2 separate regions of the Zea mays genome follow, and region 2 is linked to region 1. The links are chromatin contacts, called in public Hi-C maps. All regions are on one chromosome and are shown on one strand. The core of a region is the stretch at or near the end of the contact, and the rest is flanking DNA. Distances in the headings are between cores, read along the strand shown.

Evidence for each region. Hi-C and Micro-C count contacts between places; a contact is called where the count stands out from the background.
Region 2: a contact with region 1 is called in a Hi-C map of leaf, with 2.7 times the contacts expected there. The contact joins the enhancer-like site here to the promoter of LOC100216929 in region 1. A contact is called at or near these places in 6 of 25 Hi-C or Micro-C datasets (bundle sheath, ear, endosperm and 2 more).

What each region holds. Positions count from the first base shown.
Region 1 is chr9:81,659,028-81,661,727 of Zm-B73-REFERENCE-NAM-5.0, forward strand. LOC100216929 (BES transcription factor) reads right to left here and starts at 1,385. Exons shown (of 2, transcript NM_001143314.1): 1 at 804-1,385. The coding sequence starts at 1,049.
Region 2 is chr9:81,826,951-81,829,650 of Zm-B73-REFERENCE-NAM-5.0, forward strand. It overlaps the pseudogene LOC103640039. Among protein-coding and RNA genes, the nearest start is that of LOC103638598, 80 kb to the right of the region's middle. Within about 2 kb of position 1,396, at least 17 of the 20 cell types and tissues checked have an H3K27ac peak or open chromatin away from gene starts, as enhancers often do. A contact at or near this core is called in bundle sheath, ear, endosperm and 2 more, where this site is marked.

The sequences.
Region 1 (2,700 bases), core at 135-2,634:
GTGCACATGGCTGGGAAAAAAACATGTTGAGCTATGCTTTGTGCTTTTCTGATAAGCACTGCTTTTTCAGCAGTGGCAGCGTGCAATTTTTACGGAATTGAATCACTACCTAGACTGAACCACCTTCCCTCAGCTGAGGAGGACCAAGAGAAATGTGGTAGCGGACAAAAAAAAATCTTCAGATGAGCTGTTGAAAATTTTCTTTTGGTCATGGCTAGGAAGGAACTACAAAAGCACCATTGGGAAGAAGAAAGCATGGCATCCCCAAAAGAAGTGCCTTCAGCGAATGCCGAAAAGGAAAGCAGCATTTCCCCGTTTGCGGTAAATCAAGCTTCCGTTTCCCTGGCCCGACAACAGACGAGCCTAAAACAGAGCCACCCGCCAAGCATAGCAATGGGTGACCCAAGACGAAAACGGAGCTCAAAGCAAGGAAGGACAGCTCCAAATCCAACGGCATATAGGAGCATCCAAAGATCGGCGGCCCACCGAACCAACGAAACCGCTACATTGCGTCCCGAGTGGCTAAAACGAAGGAGTGCGCTGTCCCCAGCCTCAGTAGTTCTACAGAGACGCTCCAAGTCCCAACAAAAGCGAAGATGAGTCTCCTGCTAGATTTGTGTAATTCTAACCGAAACCACCAAGCACGACTACTGGCGCTGCAAAAGTCTACGGAGCAATCAAAGCGAAAGCAAGCTTCTTTTTGAAAGCGCGGAGCAGGAACGGGATCGAAGCTAAGCTAAGCCGTCGAGAGGCCTGAGGCAGGGGGGGGAGGGGGGGGGGGGGGATGGATCGGCGGCGGGTACCTTGCGGTAGGTGGTGCCGTCGGGCTCGACGGTCCAGCCGGCCTCGTTGCAGAGCGCCTTGAGCACCTCGTTGTTGTCGCAGTGCTTGGGCAGGTTGTAGTTGCCGTAGGCCCTGAGGCCGGCGAAGATCTTGGCGGCGATCGCGCGGCGCCGGCGCTCCCTGCGGCGGTTGTTCTCGCGCTCCCTCCACGTGGGCACCCTGGTGCCCCCGATCCCGGCCGCGGCTCCCCCGGCGCCGCTCGTCATCGGCGGCGCGCCGGATCTCGCGGATCTGCTCCCCTCCCCCACGGCTGCAAGCCTGCAACCCCCGCGGTCCCTGTTCCCTTGCGGACGCTGCTCACCTCCTCGCTTGCTTTGATTTGTTTATTATTTGAGGGGGGTGGAATTTGGGGGAAGGAGCAGGAGGAGGAGGAGGAACAAGTAGTGGTCGTCTGAACGCAGCCGCCGCTGCTCTGCTGTGGCTACAGCTACGCTGCTGCTGTGGCTGCCGCTAGGTTGCTCCTCCCTCCTTCCTATTGTAACGCTGGCTGGGGGAGTGAGTGAGGAGCGAGGCTGGCCGTGGCCGAGGCTGGCGGAGCTGTGCTGATGCCTGATGCCAAGCTCCAGGAGTTACCCGGCTCACTCTTTTACCAGCGGCCCCCGGTGGAAGCGCCAAACTACCAGGGGCAGAAGCGGTATTCCCCTCAGCCCGGGCAGGGGAACGGTTAAAAAACGTGAGGGACCAGCTTTTGCAAAGTACGACGTCGCTCCCTGACGCGCGGGGCCCATGCGCCACGGCGGTTTCGTGGTCAAACGGGATGAGTGGTGGTGGGGGGCCTCGACAGCCGCCGTCTCGTCAGAGCGCAATCATCACGCCCAAGCGGGTGGTTCGCGCGAGCCGGACCGGCGGACCGCGGCCGAGCTCACCCGGGGGCCGGGACGGTGGCGTGGCTTTGGCGCGTGCCAGAGGAGGGACCCCGCGCGGCGGGTGAGTGTGGGAAACGGCCTCGGGATCCGCGGCGGGCGGGAGGCCTACGGCACGTTGCTGCTCACGCTCGCCACGTAACGACGCCGCTGTGGCCTGGGGGATACACTCCCAACTCCCAAGCCCTGACTCCAGCGGCGCTGCGCCTGCCGGTGGCCGCTCGGTCGCCTTGTTTGCACCGCATCGTTTGCTCCCGTAGTCCCGTGTCCGTCTTTTGCTCGCGCGTACGTTCGCCCGGCTTTGCCGGGTGTGTTTCCGGGCGTTTCGTGCGTGAATCCGGGGGCCGCGGCGGCAGCGGCCAGCTCGATGATGCATGTGTGTGGTACATTGTCTAGCGTGTGCATCGCGTACTGCTACGAGTATATAAATAAAACTTTCTTCCCGGATTTGCGTTACCAAAAAAAAAAGACACGGTGGCCTCACTCGATAGCTAGCGCTAGCCTTTGACTTTTTGATGGAAGCATCTGCGTCAGCGTGACGGTGAATGTACTCCTCGGATGACGTTTTCTTCTATCTCCATGGTTTTTTAGATATTTGTCTAAGGAAACGATGATTTTTGTGTGCATCACGTTACACTAGTCGATTTAGTGGGTGTTTAATTTTTATGGACTATTTTTAGTTACTATATTTTATTTTATTTTAGTTTCTATTTTTATGGCAAGATTTTTCTCCTGCTACGTAGGTCCTACTCGTTAGTCGTTAATGACGGGTAAAAAGTGTGGCAAGATTATCTTAGCGCGTGAAAAATTGTGGCCCAGAATTTAAACGCCTAACCTTAAACACCTTAGACAAGTGTGGCATAAAATTCTGTGGCAATTTTTGACACCATAGGTATACAACCAAATAGCTTTCTAGAGGAATTTTTGGCAAAAAATTGCGCAATTTTTTTGGCACATAGGTATAGATTCGTCGTTGCATATCTCGCAAAATGCA
Region 2 (2,700 bases), core at 146-2,645, 170 kb after region 1:
TTTTACATTATTTCTTCAGGTTATGAGTAGTCCAAATTTCTTATTCCACACAAGATATCAATGATGACAATGCCAAAGCTGTAGACGTCATCTTTTTCGGCGCTAAATAACCCGGTGTAGCGATCAGTCTAGTCATTATAGTGCTCTCTGCTCACGATCAATTAGCTTGGCAAGCTGTCACATACCTTAGCAGCAAACAACTGATCCCATATGATGTTTTGTGGCTTGATGTCTAGATGAACTATTGTTTATCGACAATCACTGTGAAGATAATCTATTCCTCTTGCTACCCAACGATGATCTTCAATATAGTCTTCCAATCAAGCAAGCCCACTTGGTGCTTTGCTAAAATCCACTTATCCAAAGATCCATTCGGCATGTACTCATCGACAAGAAGCCTATGTGATTTTTGAACACCAAATCCAACTAGATTCATATGGATATTGTAGTGTATGTGGTTGATGCTTCCAATAGCCTGAACCTCCATTGGTCTTGTTCGGTTGCGTAGGGATCGAAGGGGATTGAGGGGGATTAAATCCCCACCTATTCAATTTTGACTAGAAAGGGATTTAATCCCCTTCAATACCCTTCAAACCCACCAAAACTGAACAAGCACATAAGCATTCCATTTCTGTAACACCCAAAATCTTATTTTGCGATTTATAAAGGTTCTCCAAGAAGATTTGAGTTAAAGTGTACCATAATAATAATTTCCTTTCTTTACAACATATATTTACTAAAGAACAAAGATAGTAATATTAAAATGTTGGTAGCTCAAGAGTTAGAATTAAACCTTTGAAAAAATAGAGAAAACTTCCTCAACTATTTGTGAACTGGTGAACTGTTCTTAAATAGATTTTGTGTTTAGGCACCTTCTCTTAGTAGAGACCAAATAAAAGATCCTTACACAAATTAATTTATCTAAGATGATTTAATATTTATAAACATTCACTAAAATGTTAATATGATATATAAAAATTGTTTTCTAGAATAGTATCTTGCGTATATGAGTTTTATATTGAAAATCATGTGATTAATGGATAAAATAAGATAATAAATAAATAAAATTGAATTATGCATTTCATGCTAGATATTTGGGTGTTGGATATAATTTAAAACTTGAGATTTAGATCAAATTTGAATTTGAAATTTAAGACTAAAATTGAAATGAAATTAGAAAATAAAATGAAAAGGAAAAGATAAGAACTTACCTCAGCCAGGGCCGGAACCAACCGTGTAGCCCAACTTACCCAGCTCCCCCGCAATGCCCCAGTCCACGATCCTTGCACCCCAGTGGGGCCCACCCTCTAGCCCCTCATCGGCCACATCTGCGCCTGTGTTTCACTTCCACGTGGACCCGAACTGGTCAGGCGTTCGATGAACCGGGTGAGCCTACTCGGTCAGTTGGTGTGGCGCGCGTGCGCCGTGCTCTGTCTCACTGGGTAGTGGGGCTCAGCCAAGTCCTATGCGTCAATGCGCATGTATTTGGTCGCTTACATGTGGGACCACGCTACCAGAAGCTTCGTTCCCGTTATCTCAACGAATCCACTCCATACTCACTGATACGCGGAGCCCACCGACCGACCCCGTTCACCACCGCTTTTACACACTTGGCTGACCACCATGTGGGGCCACGTGACCAGAACCTTCTTCCTTGGGTTGTGACGAACAACACCATGTGACCAAAGTGGAGTTCGTTTAGGATTGAGCCGGTCGCAATCGGATTTGTCCCGAACTCTTCCTTTCCCCTTGGTGCTATATGTTGGTGCCTTTTCGGGTGCCAATCACTGCGTGAGATCCGGTGGCGGTGCTCTCTGCACAGGCGCGGACGGTTCGCGGCTAAGGGTCGGACGGTCCGCGAACTGGGGCAGGCCTAGGGTTTCCTGCCTGATGGGTCGGACGGTCCGTACCTACAGGCCGGACGGTCCGCGCGTGCGCAGGGGCGGTGAAGCTCGCCGGCGGCGCCTAGATCTCGCGCCCGGGAGGGACCCCTTCGGGGAGGAGAGATCCTAGGTGTTGTCTAGGCTCGACAGACCGACCTAGACTCCTCTAATCGACGTAGAGTCGAAGAGAAGCAGAGAATTTGGGATTGGAAGGCTAAACTAGAACTAAACTAAAACTACTCCTAAATGTACAAGAAATAAATGCGAGATAAATTGATAGTTGATTCGATTGATGATGTTTAATCGGACGTATTCCTCTGTATTTATATAGGAGGGGGGCTGGATCCGTAACAAACAAATCTCCCGAGTTAATTCCACGAATCTAGCCAACAACAATAGCAAGAAACTCGGAACCCTAATTGGCTCTGCGCACGCGGGGACCGTCCGGACCACCAGTGCGGATCGTCTGGACCGTGGACCGTCCGGCCCTAGGGCCGGACCATCCGGTCTTCTCTTTTGGGGCTCAACATATGCCCCCTACCTTTTGGTGAAGCTGAGCGAACCAAAAGCAACTAACACGATGTGATCACATCGGTTTCCTTAGGTATCTTGCCACATACTAGGATGATACTGTTTGAGGAAACGCCCGTTTAAAGCCTTGGGCATGTCTTTGCCTTGTAATGTTTGCAACAAGTAGGCGTTACCGGACATCACCTGCGTGACTCTATAAGGGCCTTCCTAGCTTGGCGACCACTTCCCAAACTTCCAGTCTTTGCTCCTAGAGGCAGGACAGTCTTCCACACCAGATCCCCTACCT